2 separate regions of the Rattus norvegicus genome follow, and region 1 is linked to region 2. Evidence: chromatin contacts called from public Hi-C data. All regions are on one chromosome and are shown on one strand. The core of a region is the stretch at or near the end of the contact, and the rest is flanking DNA. Distances in the headings are between cores, read along the strand shown.

Region 1 (4,814 bases), core at 1,594-4,093, 52 kb before region 2:
GTGGTAAGTTCCAGATAGTCATGGTCAGAAACTTACAAACTATTGTTCAAATGACTTCTGCCTGAAAAATGAGCAACCATTTATTATTACCTGAGCAAAAAAGTCAACCCAGATTGGAATTTCTTTACATTGACACAACAGTGTAAACTCACTGCCCTCCTATACTGGTTAAGAATACAACCAGCATCAGAACACACTCCTGGGCCAGTGACTACCAATGAGAGGGAGGGAACAGACAAACCAGACTCGCGGTGCCATGTAAGGGACGCTTGTTTTAAGCTATAACACATGCCTAGGTTGAAAACTGTTTCAGTTTTGTGAGTCACCCCAGCAGTGGAAGTCTGTACACAGCCGTCCTCACTGTGTCTTCATCACGTGCATCCATTTAAACAGGTCAGGGATGGAGCGGAGAGGCTCTAAGACTGCATCTGGAAAAGGCAACACTGCAACCTGTCTGTCCCCAGCAGCTTATCCTGATGCTCTGGTGTCCCACAGCCACTCTGATGTATGGCAAGCTCCTGTTGGTCCTCACTCTCCATAGGTGGAGCTGTGGGCACCAGAGAGGGGTTGGATCTGCTTACAGTGCTCAATGCATGGGCTTAATGTTCCGGCAACCCAAGCCAGCTGGTTCAGGAAGAGATAACTGAGGAATGGGGAGGGAAACCTGGCGCCTCCTTCCAGGCCCATTCCTGATGTCCTACAAAGCAGTCATGTGAAGGCTGGCCTTAATGTTGACACACATGTGAGTGTATACATACAGGTACAAATAAGCAGTTATCATTTGAATGAAATATATGAACCATATTAAAATGAAGTTGTGGAGAATGGAAGATAGCTTAGTTGTGAAAGTGCTCGCCATGCATGCATAAGGACCTGAATATGAACCCTGGAACCCACAAGAAAAAATTGAGCATGGGAGTGCATGCTTGCAATTCCAGCCCTGGATTCCAAAGACAGGCAGATTCCCTGAGACACAGTGGCTGACTAACCTAGCTTAGCCTACTTGGCAAGCTCCAGACCAGAGAGACACCTTGTCTCAAAAAAGAAGATGGCCATCTCCTGAGGCATGACACCTAAGGTTGACCTCTGACCTTCATGCCTAGGCATACACATAAACACACCTACATGAACAGGAAACAAACAAATCTAAGATATCTTTTCTCTTCTAATAGCTAAATTAAAAGCTATATAGCATCAAAAGGAGAACTGTGGTCTTCAAGCTCTGCTTCTTATCCTTCTCATAGGAGCAGGCTTAAAGTAATCCACTGGTATTTCCGGTCATGGGGACAAAGCAATAAGGTTAGCTGAACCCTCATGTCTTATTTCCTTCAGCTGGGAAACTGGGAGGAAACCATCCCGTGCTGGGAAAAAGAAGCCACTCTTAACAAATGGGCCCTGGAGACTCCAGAGGGAGAGTTTGCCTCATTTTACTATTGCAGTGTTTGCTAGGAACCTCTCTGGGGTGCAGAGGCCTACGCAGCGTAGTGATTAAGACTGCAGATGCTTTGACCTAGGGCAAGCAAAGGACGGAAGCCCTCCTTATCTGTAGTCATTGTCTATAAGAGGAAAGTAATCATTTCTTACCGAGTAGCCTTGTTCTGAGGACTGAAGGAAATAACAAATACGGCACTTTGAATGGTACATATTAGATACGTGTCCAGTGTGTGCCATCAATGTTGGAATGAAGAGTAGGGTTTTGATTTTTGCTTTCACATGTGGTATTTTCTCTGAAGTCAGTGGAGACAAAGGAGTCACGGAAAGTTTATTGGAGGAGATGAGTTTTGACCTTGATCTTGAAGGATGAAATTGACTGAGATTAGCAAATAGAAATCAGAACTCCATTGCAGACGGGATCCTACAGGGGTGGATGGGGTCAGAGGCTTGCACCTGCTCCTCTGCCAGTTGTTCCTCCTCTGCGGCTCATTTCTATACTTCCTAGCTCCTTATTTCCCCTCATCACTTCAAAATGATGAGAATCATCTATTGCCATGACAACACAATGGAGTCACGAGCTCTCGCTTTGCTTCTTGTTCAGAAGCAGTGTCTATCAAGGCCATTTGAGTAAATACTTATCATTCTACTCCTAGCTCGCGCTCTCTCTCTCTCTCTCTCTCTCTCTCTCTCTCTCTCTCTCTCTCTCTCTCTCTCTCCTATTAAGCAGCTCAGAATAGGATTGATAAACTGTCAATAATAATTAGAGACAATGGTGGAATGAGTCCCTGTAGTATTGACATGTATGAGCCTGAAGAACTATCAGTGTCAATCTCAAATGTGTGCTGGGTGTTTTAAGTGAGCCATTCAGCAGCTCCCCATTGTTCTCTGATCTGGATAGTATATTTACCTAGAGCACAGTTACTTCTAGCAATAGACAAGAATAGAAACAGAGCTATCAAACTAATTCATCTTTCCCAAACCTGTCAGATAAAAATCCAAAAAGATACAATGTTAGGCTGCCATGTGATTTTTGCTTGTTAGTCATGGGACTTGCCAGCTACAGAAAAAGGGATGAGCCTCGTGAAGAGTTTGGGGAGCTTTTCTCTCCCCACCTCCCTCACAGATAACAAGACACTGACATGTAGCACTCACTCCAAGCTAAGCTCCCAGCTCCCACAGGACTCTGCAGAAAGCCTCTCTTCAGTGGCAGTGTGCTAGTCCGTGAGGTAGTGTATTATGCCTTCAGAAAGTTCCAGCAGCTAGGAAATTTGATCCGCATTAAACTGAGCTTCTTCCCACTTTGCAAATAAGAGTTACAGATTCCAGTGGGCGCAGTTTGAATTGTGTCAGAGGTCAGACTACAGTTGGTCAAAGTCAGTACTGTGTGTGTTGCTTTGCTTGCTCACTCTCTAAGTGACCAATGGCCTAGGGAGGGAGGCTCAGCAGGAAATGTCCAGGGCCCAGTGTATGTGTAAGTTCCTCTCACTGAACATGAACAGGAGACCGGATTATCTTGAATGTCTTTCATAATAAATCTCTGGGCGATATTCAAAATGGGCCCTTTCATACTGCAGATAATCTCTCCCACTTCCCCTCGTAATTTCAGAGTTGGTCAGAGCTGGATGGATGGTATAGGGCTGTGGTTCTCCAGGGTCCCACCTGGAAAGGGACAGCAGAGCCAGTGCTAGAATACTATTTGCAGCTACAGAACATTCCCCTGCAGCAGAACATATCCCCATGTCAGTAAACTGTGAAAGGAGCCACAGCGCTTGGGCTATTAATCAAGTACTAGCAGTGACAGAAGTCTGAGTGCAACAGAGTAGCAACCCTCTGTGTCCCCTTGGGACTGCCAGCCCCACCCCTAGTCCCGGAAGCACTTTCACCTATGCAGGTGAGCTGGGAGGGGAACCCCCAACAACAGGACAGCAAACCGTTCAGCTCAGAGACCAGTGTCTACTCCCACCTCAGAAAAGAACAGCAGGTCCTCCTCATGCCCCAGCTTTCACTCTGGCCCCCACATCTCCATTGCTTCTCCTGCCCCAGGTTCCGGGACTTTTCCCTGGAGACTCACTCTCTAACTCTAGGGACAAACCACAGTTACTTGTAGCCCCTGAGGTCTGCTAAGGCAGTGCTGCACAGGGCTCTAGGCTACATCATAGGAGCTTTTTATGGTGGATGAACCTATGGGCTTTTTAAAATTAGAAATAATTCATATACTATACAATTCACCAGTTTGCCTTGTGCAGTTCACTAGGGAGATTCCACATTAGTTTTTAACATTATGGTAAAACATGGAATTTGCCACTTTCACCATTTAACCATCAGGGGCGCGAATTGCCACCATTATCTGTGATCTACTCCAAAACTTTTCTGTCATTCCAACCCAACATTCTGTACCCACTAAATAGTTGTATGTTTTCCTCTGCCTGCCCTGTTCCCCAGACCTCTGGGATCTGTAACCTGTTTCCTTTTGTATGAGTTTGCCTAGTCCACACGCTTCATGTGTTGACTCATGCAGTTTATATCTGGCTTATTTTATGTGATGTATAGGATCCATATGAGAACTTCACTCAAGAGTTTGGAGAGATGGCTGGAGAGTTAAGAGCACAGAATGCCCTTCAGTGGCTCTAAGTTCTGTTCCCAGAACGGCCTGTAACTCCAGTTCAGGGCATCCTGACATCTCTGACTTCTGCAGACACTTGCACACATGTGTGTGCGCACGCGTGCGCGCGCGCACACACACACACACACACACACACACACACACACACAAGACAATTTTTAAAAATTAAGTTAATGTGAAGAGCTGTAAATCTATGTGACCAGTTCATTCCTTGCCTTCTGTTGGGTTCTTAACAATTGTCATCTGGAAGAGTCATTTGACAGTTCATCATGGAAGGCTTTGTGACATCCATTATTCTGGCTGGTTATTTTAAAGCTTTTACTGTTTAACTTGTCATGTTGTTATACAGTCTCCCACTGAGCTTTTTATCTTCGAGGACAGAGGCGTGTTTCTATTTCTTTGTGCAGCTATTCCCTGTGGCACTGACTGTAGATCTCCAAGATTCCAAACTAATGACTTGTCTTTTTCTTTCCTATCAATCTTCTGGCTTAGCACAGACTAGAGAAGAAACTTCTTCAGTAAGTCCTTCCCTCATAAAATTCGTTGTGACTGGTAGGGTTCTGGGCAGAACCGCTTTCTCGTGTTGTATAAGAATATATACAAGTTGAATGTCCTTTATCCAAAAGGCTTGATGCCAAGTGTGGTAACACATGCTTTAATCCTAGCACTCAGGAGGCAGAGGCAGGCGCATCTCTGAGTTTGAGGCTTCTCTAGACTACGTAGTGGAATCCTGTCTTCAATAAGGCTTGGATCAAGG
Region 2 (5,074 bases), core at 42-2,541:
TTAGAGTCTGAACTGCCCTCCACAGACAGTACCTGGCCCTGGCACACAGACTTCAGCCAAAGGTGCTTCATGCCCTGCTGCCCCATCACCTAACTGGGCACAGGTGGCTTTGTCCCTTCCAGACCACCACCCACCTTCCTCACTGACCAACCTTCCTCAGCAGGCCCTCCCCACGCACATCTGCTGTCTTAACCCCTCAACAGCTCCTTCAAACAAAAAAACAAACTTCTGTAGCCTGTCCTGGGTGGTCCCTCAGATATCCCTCTCGTATTCTATCTCTCCCTCCATCCCTCATTTCTCATGCCCTCATCAGCACCCAGCACCATAGGGTTCAGTTATCCACAAGGGACTGGCTAATTCCACACCCACCTCCTATTGTTAATTGACCTGGTGCACTCCCTCCTGTCTGTTTCACACCCCTGAGAGATCATCTACTCTGAGATGCCCTTTTCTGACTCTACCCCTAGTTAGTGCTACCCAGTTCCTACTAGGTAGGAGCATGAGAAGTGCCTGGAAGCTGACCCTCCCTGTGTCCAACTCCCGTATCTCCCGGAGCACCAGACACCAGAGGTACACCAATCCAAGTTTCTTAAAAGAGCAGGTGAACTGAATGAAGTCTCTTCCCGTACTGTCTTCTAGACAGACTGAGGTCACTCCCTGAGCCAGGATAACAAGAAGGAATGTGGCATCCCAACATTTTAAGAAGGTCCTCCGGGGTTTCTTCTCCATTGGCCCCATCACCAGCAGTGCGGCCCTCCCACCCCACGGGGTGGAGGCACCACCTCCGAGATTCAAAGCTTTTGCTTTTATGAAGCCCTCAGTGTCTTCTCTACTAGAGATTCAGGCCGCCACGCAGGTGCTTCACGTCGGACCCAACTAAGGTTTGGAGCATAAAGCGTGCTCCAAGGTCAAAGAGGGATTTGGCAGTAAAGATTTGTCAAAGCAGTGACCTGAGGTGGTCCCCAGGGGCCTCTTCCCCCTCCCATAGCGACATCTGCCTGCTCTGGTACGAATAAATCCTCCACATCGCCCCTCTGCGAGCTGTCAAGGTGACTGGCCACTTCCTAGGTCCTGAGTCGGGGACCGGAGGATGGAAGGCTGCGCGCTTACCCTCCAAGGCCGCCTTCCAGCTGGTGCTGCCCTCATAGCCAGACCCGGATCGCCTCAGCAGCCCCTCTGGGCCTCGGGCCTCTGCCTCGGCTGGAGAGCGTGGCCTGGGCGCAGCGGGCGCGGGGCGAGCGGCCGGGGGCGGCGGGCGAGCGCGTGCGGGGGGCTCTCTGGCCGGCTCCATTCCGCGACGCGCGCGCGCTCCTGCACCCGGCAGCGGAGCCCGGCCCCAGGCGCACTCGGCGCTGCGCGCGCCCCGCGGGCCCCCCAGGCCGGCTTGGTGCTCCGGGGCCGCGGCGTCCGCAGGCCGGGGCTGAGCCCGGCTCCCCGCGCCGGAGACGCTCCGGTCCCCGCCGTGCGCGCCGCAGCCTGCGCGCCGAGCCCCGCACGGGGGAGGAGTCGGGGCTGCGAGGGAGCCGCGACCGCGGGCGGGGTTGCGGAGAGAGAGGACAGCTCAGGTCACCAGCCCCGCCACCCGCTCCCGCGCAGCTGTGAGCCAAGGCACTCCTCCGGAGTCTTGTAAAGTGGGGGGAGTTTCTCTAGACAAGGCCCTGGGAAGGCTGCTCCTGGGGTGCCCTCCCTGGAGGCAGAGAAGACGGATGGGGGCTGGGACTTGCCCCCCAGATTCTCAGCAGCTAAGAGAAACATTCCGCACCGCTGAAGCCATGGTCTAAGGGGACAGGGCCGAGCAGCGCTGCAACCAGAGAGCCACGCCGACCATCTATTACAGTTCAGGGACTTTTCTCCACATTTTTGGCTTATTATGAATGTCCACGTTTGCACATGGAAGCCAGAGGTCTTCACTGGGTATATTCACTCTCCACTTTTTTTTAAAATCTAGGATCTCACTCTTTAGCCCTAGAACTCTCTATGTAGACCTACGATGGCTACTAGCCTGCCTCTGGCCCTCAAGTGCTGAGATTAAGGTCATACACCACTGCACTTGATACCAGATACCGTCTTTTCCCTCAGTGAACCTAGGGTCCACCAATTTAGCTAAAGCGAGCTGGCTAACCTGCTCCAATGATAGGTCTCTGCCCCCACTGATGGGTTTAGATGCTTGACACCAGCCCAACTTTTACATGGGTGCTGGGACCTGAACTTCTTAGGCCTGTGCCACAAGCACTTTACCTACGGAGTCATTCCCTCTGCCTCTCTTCTGGGATTTTTGAGACTGAATTTCACTGTATAACTCTGGCTGGCCTGGAGCACTCAGTAGACCAGGCTAGCCTCCAGCAACTGTCCCCCAGCCTTTTCCTCCCAAGTGCTGAGATTACAATTACGTGTCATCACAACCCAGCTAAGCTGCAGGCACTTGTCGGACAGTAGCTGACACCCTGGCAGTGAGTTGAAAGTGGAATTAAGGAAGCCCAGAGCACAGCTGGGCACGGGAACCCAAGCCTGTCATCCGGCTGCTTGGGACACAAAGCAGAATTGAGAATTCAAGTTCAGCCTGGGTAGGCTACATAGACAGAGGCCAAACTGAGATGTATAGCGAGGTCCTGTCTCAAGAAACAACCAATCAAAAGGGCCAAGGGAGATGCCCTCTGTGACCTTTCCTAACCTCTGACCTCTAGTGCTGTACCATAGCCTCAGCCTCCAGCATGGGCCAACCTTAGTGCTCTCTCTCTCTCTCTCTCTCTCTCTCTCTCTGTGTGTGTGTGTGTGTGTGTGTGTGTGTGTGTGTGTGTGTGTGTGTGTGTGTGTGTGCTCTCAGCTCCAACTCCAGCACTATGCCTACCTGTGGCCCTGCTTTCTGCCATGATGGCCCTGGATTCTAACCCCCTGGAATGTAAGATCCCTATAAACTCTTTCTTCTAAGTTGTGTTGGTCATGATAGAAAAGTTGTGTTTTCAAGCGATAGAAAAATAACTAAGATACCTGGAATGCACAAGGCCCTGGCTTCTATCCCTGACACCTTATTAACTGAGTGTCATTCAAGGTCATCCTTGATTACACAGTAAGTTCAAGGGCAGTCAGAGCTGAAGACCCTGTGTGGATGATGGAGGTGATGGTGGTGATGGTGAAGATGGTGGTGTGGCGATGGTGGTGGTGGTGATGGTGGTGGTGATGGTGATGGTGGTGGTGATGGTGGTGATGGTGGTGGTGGTGGTGATGGTGGTGGTGATGGTGGTGATGGTGGTGGTGGTGGTGATGGTGGTGGTGGTGGTGATGATGGTGGTGGTGGTGGTGATGGTGGTGGTGATGGTGGTGGTGATGGTGGTGATGGTGGTGTAGGAGTTGTGTTAGGAGGAGGTGGAGAGTAACTGTCAGGCACAGGAGCCATTGCCTCTTAAGCCTGCTGGATTAAGTAAGATTGGCCATTTCCTCTACTTTAGCCCTGGGAACATTGTCTACTTCTCTAGAGAAGCACCTAAGTAGAATACCAACCTCAAAGCTGCAAACCTCATCACACTGGTACAGGAAGCACCAAAGACATTAGAGCAGGGTAGGTAATGACCACAATTGTAGGACAGTTAGCTTTGGGGCCAGGCACAAGGCTGCTTCGGAGCAGAGGGTCAGCAAGAAAGCTCTTGCTGTGAATAGTTGAGCTAAACAGACGTGACAAAAACAGAGTAGCTCAGCTGAGGCAGGGGGCTGACTTTGCAGCATTCCAGCCATGACTTTCAGACTTCCAAACCAGGACCCAACCTTTGGAGTCCTCCCAACCCCTAATGGACCCCCTTCATCCCAGTGCCTTTGGGGACCACTGCCCCAAAACTGCTTGATCTCAATCAACTGCTCTGAGGCACCCAAACTCAGACAAGGGTGTTCAGACAAGGCCTCAGCCAGTGAGGGATTGCCGAGATCACAGAGACCACCTTGTGATGGCCACATCCACTGAGGTGATGCTGATGAGACACGGAGTTCCTAAGCTGGTTCTCTGGGACATGGGAGGCTAAATCAGCATCAACTGGCCCTGCAGAGCAAGCATATGTATGAATACTGTGGGCCTGGGCCCACAGGAGTAGGAGGAGGCAGATGTGAGGGTCCTGCACTGAACACAGAGTCTCCATGTTTATATCACATACTGCTAAACATGATTGATCAGAAATGAGGTGAGCCGAGGGAGCAGAGTCTAAGTGGGCTGGCCAGGTGGCTCAGCAGGTAGAGGCACTTGCTGCTAAAGCTGAGGATGTGAGTTCAGTTCCATGTGGTGGAAGGTGAAAATCAACTCCCACAAGTTATCCTCTGACCTATACACACGCACGCGCGCGCGCGCGCGCGCGCACACACACACACACACACACACACTGACACACATGCACACACACTCACACATGCACACATGTGCACACACTTACTCACACACATGCATGCACACACATGCACATACACTCACACACACATACACTGACACACATACACACACACCTATACATACATGTATACACACATGTGCACACACTCACACACATGCACACATGTGCACACACATACACACATATGCACACACATACACACATATGCACACACTCACACACATACACTCACACTCACACATGCACACACGTATGCACACACTCACACTCACACATGCACACACGTATGCACACTCACACACGCACACACATTTGCACGCACACACACATAGATGACTAGGAATGTATCCCCCAGCCTCACTCCTTGTTGCCCAGAGCAGGTTCCTACTGCTCTCTATTCAGAGGCACGTCCCTGTGTCTAGAAGGCTCTGTGCCAGACGTCCCTATGTTCCTCTTTGTGTCTCAGAAGATGACTGTCTCCTTCCACTGTTATGTAACTGTGAGTCCTGGTCCACAAACCCAGAGTTGGGGGCAGGGGAAGGCATTTCCTGTCTTCTTTGAAATCAACTAAAGTATAATTTTGGGTCACTATCCTACTGGGATGATAGGAAATTCCATTTCAACTTTCAAAACTCTTTTTCAGACTCTGCCTCTCCCAGCTGCTCAGCCACCCAGCACCATGGCCACTTCAGTTGAATGTCAAT

The links. A called contact is a pair of places that touch in the nucleus more often than the background predicts.
Region 1: a Hi-C map of liver shows a contact between it and region 2, with 1.7 times the contacts expected there. The contact joins the enhancer-like site here to the promoter of Clec2l in region 2. A contact is called at or near these places in 5 of 12 Hi-C or Micro-C datasets (Schwann cells, frontal cortex, liver and 2 more).

Annotation. Positions count from the first base shown.
Region 1 is chr4:68,415,145-68,419,958 of GRCr8, reverse strand. All of the region lies in intron 12 of Hipk2 (homeodomain interacting protein kinase 2), which reads left to right. Among named protein-coding and RNA genes, the nearest start is that of Clec2l, 52 kb to the right of the region's middle. Within about 2 kb of position 2,843, at least 3 of the 93 cell types and tissues checked have an H3K27ac peak or open chromatin away from gene starts, as enhancers often do. A contact at or near this core is called in liver, where this site is marked.
Region 2 is chr4:68,361,377-68,366,450 of GRCr8, reverse strand. It overlaps Clec2l (C-type lectin domain family 2, member L), which reads right to left and starts at 1,291. Exons shown (of 5, transcript NM_001044233.2): 1 at 1,111-1,291. The coding sequence starts at 1,291.